Linked DNA regions of Mus musculus: region 1 is linked to region 2. Evidence: chromatin contacts called from public Hi-C data. All regions are on one chromosome and are shown on one strand. Each heading gives the region's core, a stretch centred on a gene start, on an enhancer-like site or on the middle of the called end of the contact. The rest is flanking DNA. Distances are from core to core; before and after follow the strand shown.

Region 1 (4,885 bases), core at 718-3,217, 160 kb before region 2:
CTCCGTTAACATTTGTATTGCTTACAATATTTGACCGTTACAAATAAGCTCACTATGAGCCTCCAAGTATGAGTCTTCCACACAGACATGTTCTCCCTTTCTTAGGAAGAGAGAAAATCTGGGTCATGTAGCTCAAATGTGTTCAACTTTATGAGAAATGGCCAGACTATTTAGCAAAGTGGTTGGACCTTTCTACGTCTCCAGCTATAGCATACAAGATGTTCAGTCACTCCCCAAATCTTTGATATAGAATTTAATTTTAGCCATTTTGGTAGGTTCACAGTAGCTTCTCATTAGCTTTTAATTTGCATTTTTTGTATCTAATGACTAGCTATGCAAAGGTCCTTTTGCGTGTCTATTTGCTGTCTTTGAACCCTACAGGAGATATTTGCCAAAAACTTTGGCTCAATTTTTAAAAACTGAGGTATTTTTCTTTTATTTTTAGTTTTGTTTATCATACTCATTCTTGTCGGGGTGTGTGCTCAGGTGTGTGTGCACATGTGTATGTCATGTGTGTGCCACCAATGCCACAGTGTGGGGGTAACGTAATGGTCAAAGGACAGCTCCTAGAGTAGTTCTCTTTTCCATGTGAGACCCCGTGGGCTCCGTGCATCCAGCTCGGATTGTAAAGCTTACATAGGAAATGCTTTACCCTCTGAGCCGTCCCACTAGATCAAAATTGGGTTACTTTTCTTATTGTTGAGTTGTAAGAACTCTTTATATATTCTAAGTTTTTTGTCAGTTTTCTAAGTTTTCTCATCTCTTTCACTTTTGAGTCTTTTGATGAACCAAGGTTTCCCTTTTTTTCTTTTCTTTTAAATTGAGGTGGGGTCTCTGCCTGTCCCTGACTGGCACAGAACTTTCTACACATACCAGACTGGCTTCAGAGTTGCAAAGAACCTTCTGCCCTTTTCTCCTGATGCTGAAATTACAAACATGAACCACTGTACCTGAAAGACTTACAGTTTGGGTGAAGTCTAATATGCTGAGGGGGTGGGGGTGTCCACAGTCATGCTTTTTTTCTTGGCAAATAACAGAACAAAAGATATTCTGGAATAGACATGTGCGTGTCTGTGTGTGTGTGTATGTAAAATATAGGTATCATAAATTCCACTATTTTAATATTTTGTTGTTGTTGTTTTGGGTTTTTGAGACAGAGTCTCTCTATGTAGACCTGGCTGTCCTGGAACTCACTCTGTAGACTAGCCTGGCCTCGAACTCAGAGATCCCCCCTGCCTCTGCCTCTGAAGTGCTACAGTTAAAGACATGCACCACCACCTCCCAGACTATTTTAAACATTTTTAAGTGTGTAGTTCAGTGGCATTAAGTATGGTATCATCATTACACTAAGAGTTTTCCCCCAAATTCAAGGAGGCTAATATTTTATCTTATGTTGTTTTCATAGTTTCAACATTTACAGATCAATTCTAATGAATCCTTCTGTTTAGGATGAGCAGTGGTTGAGGTTCATGTTGCACATAGTCAAACACTTCTTTGCCATTTGTTGACAGGATCCACCCCTTTCGACTGACCTGTCTTGATACTTTGAGCAAATATCTATTGGCTGGGATTTTTTTTTGCTTGCTTTCTGAGTTTACTTTTAGCTCCAACCTTCTGATTTCCGTATATTGTTTTCCTAGATAGATTCCCTTCCTCTCTCTCTACAGACCTAGCTTCCCCTCCCTACTGGCAGACAAAGTCCCAGAATTTGTTAGTTTGTTTTGGGCTTGAGGCCAGGGTCTCCCTCTGTAGCTCATACTGGCCTAGAAGTCTCTATGTAGTCCAGGCTGGCCTTGAACTCTCTATCCTCTTGCTCCAATGTCCTGAGGGGTGGGATAACAGAGGCGCATTAGCACGCCCGGCTTGCATTCAGATTCTACTGAAAGCCCTGTCTATCCCTTAGGCTGCATTTAGCCTTGCTCCAGCCTGGGCTCTGTGCCCAGCACCTGAGCCCATCTGCAGCTGGCAGTCTGATGCGATCAGAGGCCTGGAGGGAGAGAGCTGCATATGGTCCGCTCAACCCTTCCAGGGCAGGCTTCCCCAGCGTCTCACTCAGGAAACTCTGATCCTGGAGACCACAGAGCCAGCCCTTAACGCATTGGGAGCCCAGTTTTGAATTTCGTTAGCTCCAGGCATGAGATTCGACAGAAAAAATAATATTGGTGCATGAGAAAGCTGAACAAAACCACACCCAGCCTTGTGGACCAATATTCTTCCACATGGAGAGAAAAGCTTTTGTAGCATGGCTACTCAGGGGTAGCGCAACAAAGTCCAGGTATCCTGTGTGATTTAAGAACTGAGCAGGGCCAGCTCTATTTAATCATTGTGGATAATGGAGACAGCCTAGAAGGAGCCTCAGAGTGACTTCCTCATGCCATTTAGACTCCTCTCCTGTCTAGAAGTGGGCAAGCAGTCCCTGAGTTGTCTGGGTGTGTTGCTGTCCTTTGTACCTGTCAGAGTGGATAAAGAGACTATCACTCCTAGCTTAGGCAATAGAATCTGGGCTATTTTTCTAGCCGAGCCATCAGTCATAAGTCGGCTTTTGCCTTTGTAGGCCTACAGACTCAATCAGGAGTTAGACAGTCCCGGAGTCAGGAAGTTGTTCTGAGATTGTCTTGTCTGGCTAATTCAAGGTGACCTCGTTAACACTAACTTCTAACCAAGTTTCCTACCATTGTCAGAGGAAGCCAAACACCTTTTCCAGGAAATGCATGGGGGCTGCATCAAATGACAGAGTGCCAGGCTGGATGGGTGAGGAAGGGGTGGGTGGGGCGTGGACGAGCGCCGTCGTAACTCACCAGACACTCGGCCGTGGGTCGTGTTCTAGAAGAAAATAGACCGAGTGTCATCTCTTTCCCAGCTCCCTCTTGGGAACAGGAATAAATCAAAGAGGCTTATGCTGGAGCTTGCCTCTGACGTTCTCGGGCTCCGGGGACGTTCTTCTCTTCACAGGCTGTCACTTCCCCGACAATAAGATGCTGTAAGTAGCAGCTGGGAGAAAGCCTCCATTTCTCTGGGAGGTAATGAGGGAGAAATCTGACGGAAAGGCTGCTCGTGTTAAAGAATTGTTTTTCAAAATAAACATGGTTTTTAAAGTCTTGCTATGGAGGCCAGGATAGCCTTGGACAGGATACATCCTCAACTAATATGAATTGTAATGTAGACATCTGATATATGCAACTCCTAAAGGGGTTGCAACCCAGTTTGAGAACCACTGGGTTAGACGGTAAAGTTCCCAATTCCCATGTAAAGGTCAGGCATGGTACTGTGTACCTACAATCCCGGAGCTGGGGAGGTGAGTAGTCAGGCATGGTACTGTGCACCTACAATCCCGGAGCTGGGGAGGTGAGTAGTCAGGCATGGTACTGTGCACCTACAATCCCGGAGCTGGGGAGCTGAGTAGTCAGGCAAGGTACTGTGCACCTACAATCCCGGAGCTGGGGAGGTGAGTAGTCAGGCATGGTACTGTGCACCTACAATCCCGGAGCTGGGGAGGTGAGTAGTCAGGCATGGTACTGTGCACCTACAATCCCGGAGCTGGGGAGCTGAGTAGTCAGGCATGGTACTGTGCACCTACAATCCCGGAGCTGGGGAGCTGAGTAGTCAGGCATGGTACTGTGTACCTACAATCCCGGAGCTGGGGAGGTGGAGTAGAAGGATTCCAGGGCTTGCTGGGCAGCCGGTCTAATCAAATGGACATGATTCTCTGCTTCCATATGCATATGCATCAGTGTGTGTGTGTGTGTGTGTGTGTGTGTGTGTGTGTGTGTGTACCTGCACACAGATGTACCTGCACACACAGGCACACACACTCTAAACAAATTAGTGGTTTTGCTTGGTTGGTTTGGTTTTTGCAGGGTTTCTCTATGTAGCCCTGGCTGTCCTGGAACTCACTCTGTAGACCAGGCTGGCCTCGAACTCAGAGATCTGCCTGCCTCTGCCTCCTGAGTGTTGGAGTTAGAGACATGCACCACCACTGCCCAGTGTATATTTTTTCTTTTTAATTTTTTTAATGAGATATTGTAACACCTGTCTCATCAGCATAGATATTTTTCCTCTTTAAAAATTTCTCTTTATTTACTTTGTGCTGTGAATGCTTTGTTTGAATAAAGGGGTGTACACTTTGCATGCCTGTGGGATCCCAAGAACGTGGATAATGATGGTCGTGAGCCATTATGTGGGTATTGGGAACCGAACCCAGGTCCTTTGCAAGAGCAACAAGTTTCTTGTTTGTGTTTGATTTTGGGGGCTTTCATTGTGTAGCTTAGACTGGCTTGGGACTTTCTACTTTGCTCAGAGTGGTGTCAAACTCTCAGCCTTCCTGCCTCAGGTTTAGATAGTTAGACCCAGATGACACTCAGCATTATGTGCCAGATACAGCGCTAAATACTTTACAGACATGGAGTCAGTTTAAGCTGAGCTCACTGTTTAGATGGTGCAAAGAACCCGGTTCAGGATAAGGCACACAGTAGATGCTTAATGAATGGTAGTAATGTCTTGGAGACATAAAAATGAGTCCCTTGCTTCTCTTGATCTCTTCTGTCCAAAAGAAACACCTCCGGAAGACAGGGCACATAGGCATTGGAATTAATTCCAAAATGTCAGTGAATGATCACCCAACTGAACCTGAGAGGGGCTGTTGATGTGGAAGGAAGGAAGGGAGGGAGGGAGGAAGGAAGGAAGGAAGGAAGGAAGGAAGGAAGGAAGGAAGGAAGGAAGGAAGTGCACAGAACCCTGTGGGTGAACTTGGTTAGCCTTATCTTAGTCACGCTGCATCAGCGGTAGGGAGGTACCCAGCAGGGTTTCTTGGGTCGACTGTGGATTTTGTGTACATTTGCTCTTTTAGGTCTAGTTGAGTGGGGATGAAAGATAAGATCGGAAAAAG
Region 2 (4,818 bases), core at 727-3,226:
TAGGAAATGAGGCCTCAGACCTGAGCTTTTCAAAGAACTGTCAGTTCTTGGACCAACAGTCTAACAAGTCTCAAGGACTTGTTAGACATGAAAGTTCAGGGGCTGGGAAGGTGGCTCAATGGTTAAGAACACCTACTGCTGTTACACAGAACCCAGGGGCTGGGAAGATGGCTCAATGGTTAAGAACACCTACTGTTCTTACACAGAACCCAGGTTCAGTTTCCAGCACCCACAGGTGGCTCACAACCTGACCCCCTTTTCTTTCTTTCTTTCTTTCTTTCTTTCTTTCTTTCTTTCTTTCTTTCTTTTTTTTTTTTTTTTTTTTTTTTTTGGTTTTTTGTTTGTTTGTTTGTTTTTCTTCGAGACAGGGTTTCTCTGTGTAGTCCTGACTATCCTGGACCTCACTCTGTAGATCAGGCTGGCCTCGAACTCAGAAATCCGCCTGCCTCTGCCTCCCAAGTGCTGGGATTAAAGGCGTGTACCACCATGCCTGGCTGACCCCCTCTTCTGACCTCCATAGGTAAACATATGTCATACATACATGCAAGTAAAATACTCATACATGTAAAAAACAAATAAATCTAAAGAAATGTAGAAAAGAAATGCAAGTTCTATGCCCCCACCCCTCATCAAAACTCAAGAGTCATTATCAAAGAGGAGACAGAAAGATTCATAAGAGCCAGAGGCCAGAGAGGACCAGACCGAAGCAGTATTTTCTAGATTGACAGGACTTCTGTAACTCGTGATCTCACAGCATCTGTGGTTGCATGAACAAAATGAAGCCCGACCACACTCTAGCACGGATGGAGGAGATGCCCATGAACCCCCATCCCTAACTGAGGAGTTATTGACAGGTGATAACTTCTCTTCTGGAGAAGGGAGAGTTGGTTTTCTTTAAGGGTGTGGCTACTGGTTTGACCAGTGGATGCCAGTGGATGGTCCCACACCCAGGGGCATATATTAAATACAAACTGAATGCAGTGGATTATAGGAGAAAGAAAAAAAGGACATGAGGTGGGGAGAGGGTTAGGGAGGAGGGTGGACGCTGCGTCCACAGGCTGAGGCAGGCTGGTCCCTGGGGCTGCCTAGAACTCCGTGGCTCTGAAGAGGCAGGCCACTCCTGGGGCTGTGGGTGATTTTCCACTCTACGGGAGGCCTGGCAGCCTCTTCCTTGGCAGCCTGGCTCGGGCTGCTACCAGGAGGCAGGAGCCAACAGTGCCTAATGTCTCTTCTTCCCCAGCCACAGGAGGGACTGTCCTCTCTGTCACTGCCAAAGAGGCTTCACATGCCAGGACCAGCAGACAGGCCACTCCCGGACGGACGCTGGGGAAGGGGTGCTGACATCTAGGCACTGACCACTCCCAGGACACACGGGGCTGACATCTAGGCACTGACCACTCCCAGGACACATGGGGCTGACATCTAAGCACTGACCACTCCCAGGACACACGGGGACGAAATGCTGCATTCAAACACAACCCTACATCCCAAAGGTCTGCTAGCTTTTTAAATAATTTTCAGATCTGTAAGAGATTTTGACATCTGAACAGGCTCCTGAGAACTCTTTTGCTAAGTAAATCATCGCCCTCAGGCATGTTTTGAGTAAATCCTAATTTATATCGACCGCTTTTAAAGAAACAATCCATACAAGAGGTTCCAGTGGCCAGGGCCACACAGGAGATTTGGAATCCTTGCCTGGGTTGCCTGGCTCTCCCGTGCTAAGAATACCCCTTGCCTCAGCTTGCCCCTCTAAGAAATGTCTAGGTGGGGGCATTCTCAAACGGCTCAGACAGCCACAGCCTGAGCAAACCTAGCCCAACCTGCAGCTGTCTGTGCCGGGTGGAGCTGGGGTTTTCCCTGGCCCTTTCTGGCTGCCCAGTGAGAAGCCAGCTTGAAAGATCTCTTTGTTCTGGTCTCTCCTGATGACCTTTGTGAGCCAAGCTGCCCACTTTTAACAGTATCCAAACAGAGCCTCAAACAAACCCTGGCCCAGAAACGGGCTGCATGAGGAGAAGCCAGGAAGCCGGTTATTGCAACTAAGGTCAGGTCCAACTGGCCAAGAGGCGGGTGGTGGGGGTGTTAGCAGCTCAGCTAGCATAGGACTCCAGGAGGAAGGTGGGACGTAGTAGGACAGCAGTCCCCCTACCCCCACAGCCAGCAGTGCAGCACATTTTCCAAAGCCCTTGACAGTTTTCAGCCTTCAAAATTTCTCATAAGGCTTCATTACCCCAGTTCAAGCAGAACTCCTGATACCCATAATGCTCTGAAGAAATGACTAGTGTGAGCTTGTGATAGTGGCTCACACCTCTAATCCCAGCACTCGGGAGGTAGGGACAAGCAGATCCGTGAGTTCAAGGCCAGCCTGGTCTACAGAGTGAATTCCAGGACAGCCAGGGCTACAGAAATCCTCTCTCTCTCTCTCTCTCTCTCTCTCTCTCTCTCTCTCTTTCTCTCTCTCTCTCTCAAAAAAGAAATTACTATTGTGGGAGAGGCTGCAGCTCCATGGTAGAGCACTTGCCAAGTGTGTAGGGGACCTGCAATTCCTCCTGACACCAGCAAATATACGTAACTAAATAAAATACTCGCACCCCAACCCCTTCTAATAGAAAACTTAAGCCTGGACAATGCCTGTCTTTCTGGGCATCACGTGCCCAAGGCCAATGGCCGACAGACACCCAGCACTTTCAGCTCTGAGTCCCTGGAGAAAGACAACGGCGGTCTTCTCACAAACTCTCACACTTCCCTCTACTGGCCATCTGTGCTCCAGGGCTCCTGGCACTCCGTTTGTTCGCTATGCCATTTACAAAGTGCCTTCTGCACGCTCAGTACCTGGTCAGCTGCACTGTTTGTCATTGGCAGTCATCATGAAGCAAACGAGAGAGGCTGAGGGACTGACTGACTATCGGACTGACTGACTATCGCACCCACGGCCACAGATAAGTAGTCTGCCTCCTGCTGTTCACCTCATTTCCTGGGAACTCGTCAAAAACAAGTGTTTTGCACACAGTAGGTGCTTAATGGTGAGAGTATGATTTGAAATAAAATGATATATTAGTAAGAATTGGTCGTCGAGAGGATACTACATACAACTCTAGTTAGACGTCTCCATTTGAGGGCTGGCACGTCCATGAGGGATCTCTGGTCAAGTACCCAGAATAGTGAGGCCACTGGAGGACAAGGTCGGGTGACGTTCAACCATTATCCAGATGCTCATTTTCACCACAGACCCAAATCACCGGCCTCAAAACCAAAACTTCCACCTTGACAGTCAAGCCGAGCATGAAAGACAGAGGATGTCAGGCAGCACTTCACGCCGTTGGGGAAGTGGGCACAAACAACAGATACAGGCCGTGCCCTCAGAGAGGTCCTCCTGTCCCCCACCCCCACCCCCAAAGCAGACACAGAAAACTGGGAGACAACACAAGCTTTGCTAGTGAGCCTTCCAGGTTGAACCCAGTGAGAACAACTTGTACCCCTCCCCCAGGCCTGCAGACACAAACACGCACGTGGCCGCTAAAAGCAAGACCACCGCTGATAACCTAAAGTGCACTTCGCCTTCAGAGTTTACTCCCGGCAGACAAGTTAGGGCAACTTGGGAGAATGGGGTTGATTTATTGATTGACTGATTCATTGATTACAGGGCTAAAGGAGCCACCTAGGCAGGGGCAGCAGCGAGGCGACCCCCTTGGAAAGCACCTGTTCTCTTGTTTGGGGTGCAGTGTGAAATACCTGTTGCCTTAGGGATTAAAGCAATGCATGATAAAATACACAGACCACCTGGCTCAAACGCACCTCGACCTAAGCAGAAAATGGGTTCTGCCAGCTCTAGGCAGAAAGAAGGGGAACAACCCAGAGAAGAAACCGTCCCCGTGCCTGTGATGGGTTTTGGGGCAGAGTTGTTCCTGTTCCTGTTTTTGGCAGGTGCCTGAGGGAGGGCTCTCAGGCCTGCTGTGGTCAGAGACAGGGCTGCCAGCTTCCCCAGCTCAGGTCGTGAGCCTTACCCTCCTCCCAGTCCTCTGCCTAACCCCTGGAGCTGCTCCCTGCAGGCCCAGGTTTCTTCCTGGGGCTCCTCTACAGGCAGGACTCTAGGTCCAGTTGGCTACCAAAGCCCTCCTCCAGCATTCAGTAGGTGCCCCCTCCCGGAGGCTCAGGTACCAAAGAACCGCCTGGGGCCGGACTCCAATTGGAATCCATGACTGCCCTCTCGTGGCTCCGAGGGGAAGTGAAGCTGCAGGCTCTCTGGCCCCCATCCTGTTCATGGGATGTTTTTTTCTGCTCAGGCTTTCTAGTTGAGCTCCGTTAGGAAGCACTATTACCATAACACAAAAGACAGGACCATCTGGAGGGAATCAGCTGCTAAATCAACAGGGCAAGGCCCCTGGAAAAAGTGAATGTCACTCAGACATATGAGTAATCGGGCACCAGACTTGGCCAGCATGAAAGGGGCGGAGGTTTCTGGAAGATCAGAATATGAGAGAAGCTGTGGGGATCAAGTGAATGCCACCTCTTGTGCACAGGGACAAGACCCGACTAAGCAGGGGGCAGCAAAGGCAGGGGGGTAGGTGAGTGCTCTGTGAGACCAATAGGCGCCCCTCCTTGGTTTAGCTCCACCCCATTCTCAGCAGAGGCTCCACCCCTGGACTCAGACTCCACCCCCAGGACTCAGGCTCCACCCCCAAGACTCCTACAGGAACCTTCTTCTACACAGCAGCACCTCCCAGCTCCAACCCTACACCCCTCAGCCACCTCTGGAGTCCACCCCATCCCAGGCAGCAGCCCACTCCCTGACTCTCTGGCCCCGCCTGAACCTGTTCACAG

The links. Hi-C and Micro-C count contacts between places; a contact is called where the count stands out from the background.
Region 1: a Hi-C map of liver shows a contact between it and region 2, with 2.3 times the contacts expected there. The contact joins two enhancer-like sites. A contact is called at or near these places in 2 of 39 promoter capture datasets (the SN4741 cell line and stem cell-derived epiblast-like cells), 3 of 15 datasets of contacts at CTCF or cohesin (the NIH/3T3 cell line, large pre-B cells and pro-B cells), 15 of 484 Hi-C or Micro-C datasets (the HL-1 cell line, the HPC-7 cell line, the N1E-115 cell line and 10 more), 15 of 115 datasets of contacts at active chromatin or transcription factors (the HPC-7 cell line, SST interneurons, astrocytes and 10 more) and 4 of 9 other capture datasets (adipose tissue, embryonic stem cells, liver and 1 more).

What each region holds. Positions count from the first base shown.
Region 1 is chr17:87,475,828-87,480,712 of GRCm38.p6, reverse strand. No RefSeq gene overlaps it. Among named protein-coding and RNA genes, the nearest start is that of Gm30938, 3.7 kb to the right of the region's middle. Within about 2 kb of position 1,967, at least 32 of the 459 cell types and tissues checked have an H3K27ac peak or open chromatin away from gene starts, as enhancers often do. A contact at or near this core is called in liver, where this site is marked.
Region 2 is chr17:87,314,544-87,319,361 of GRCm38.p6, reverse strand. All of the region lies in intron 5 of Ttc7 (tetratricopeptide repeat domain 7), which reads right to left. Among named protein-coding and RNA genes, the nearest start is that of Gm52284, 9.9 kb to the right of the region's middle. Within about 2 kb of position 1,976, at least 72 of the 459 cell types and tissues checked have an H3K27ac peak or open chromatin away from gene starts, as enhancers often do. A contact at or near this core is called in liver, where this site is marked.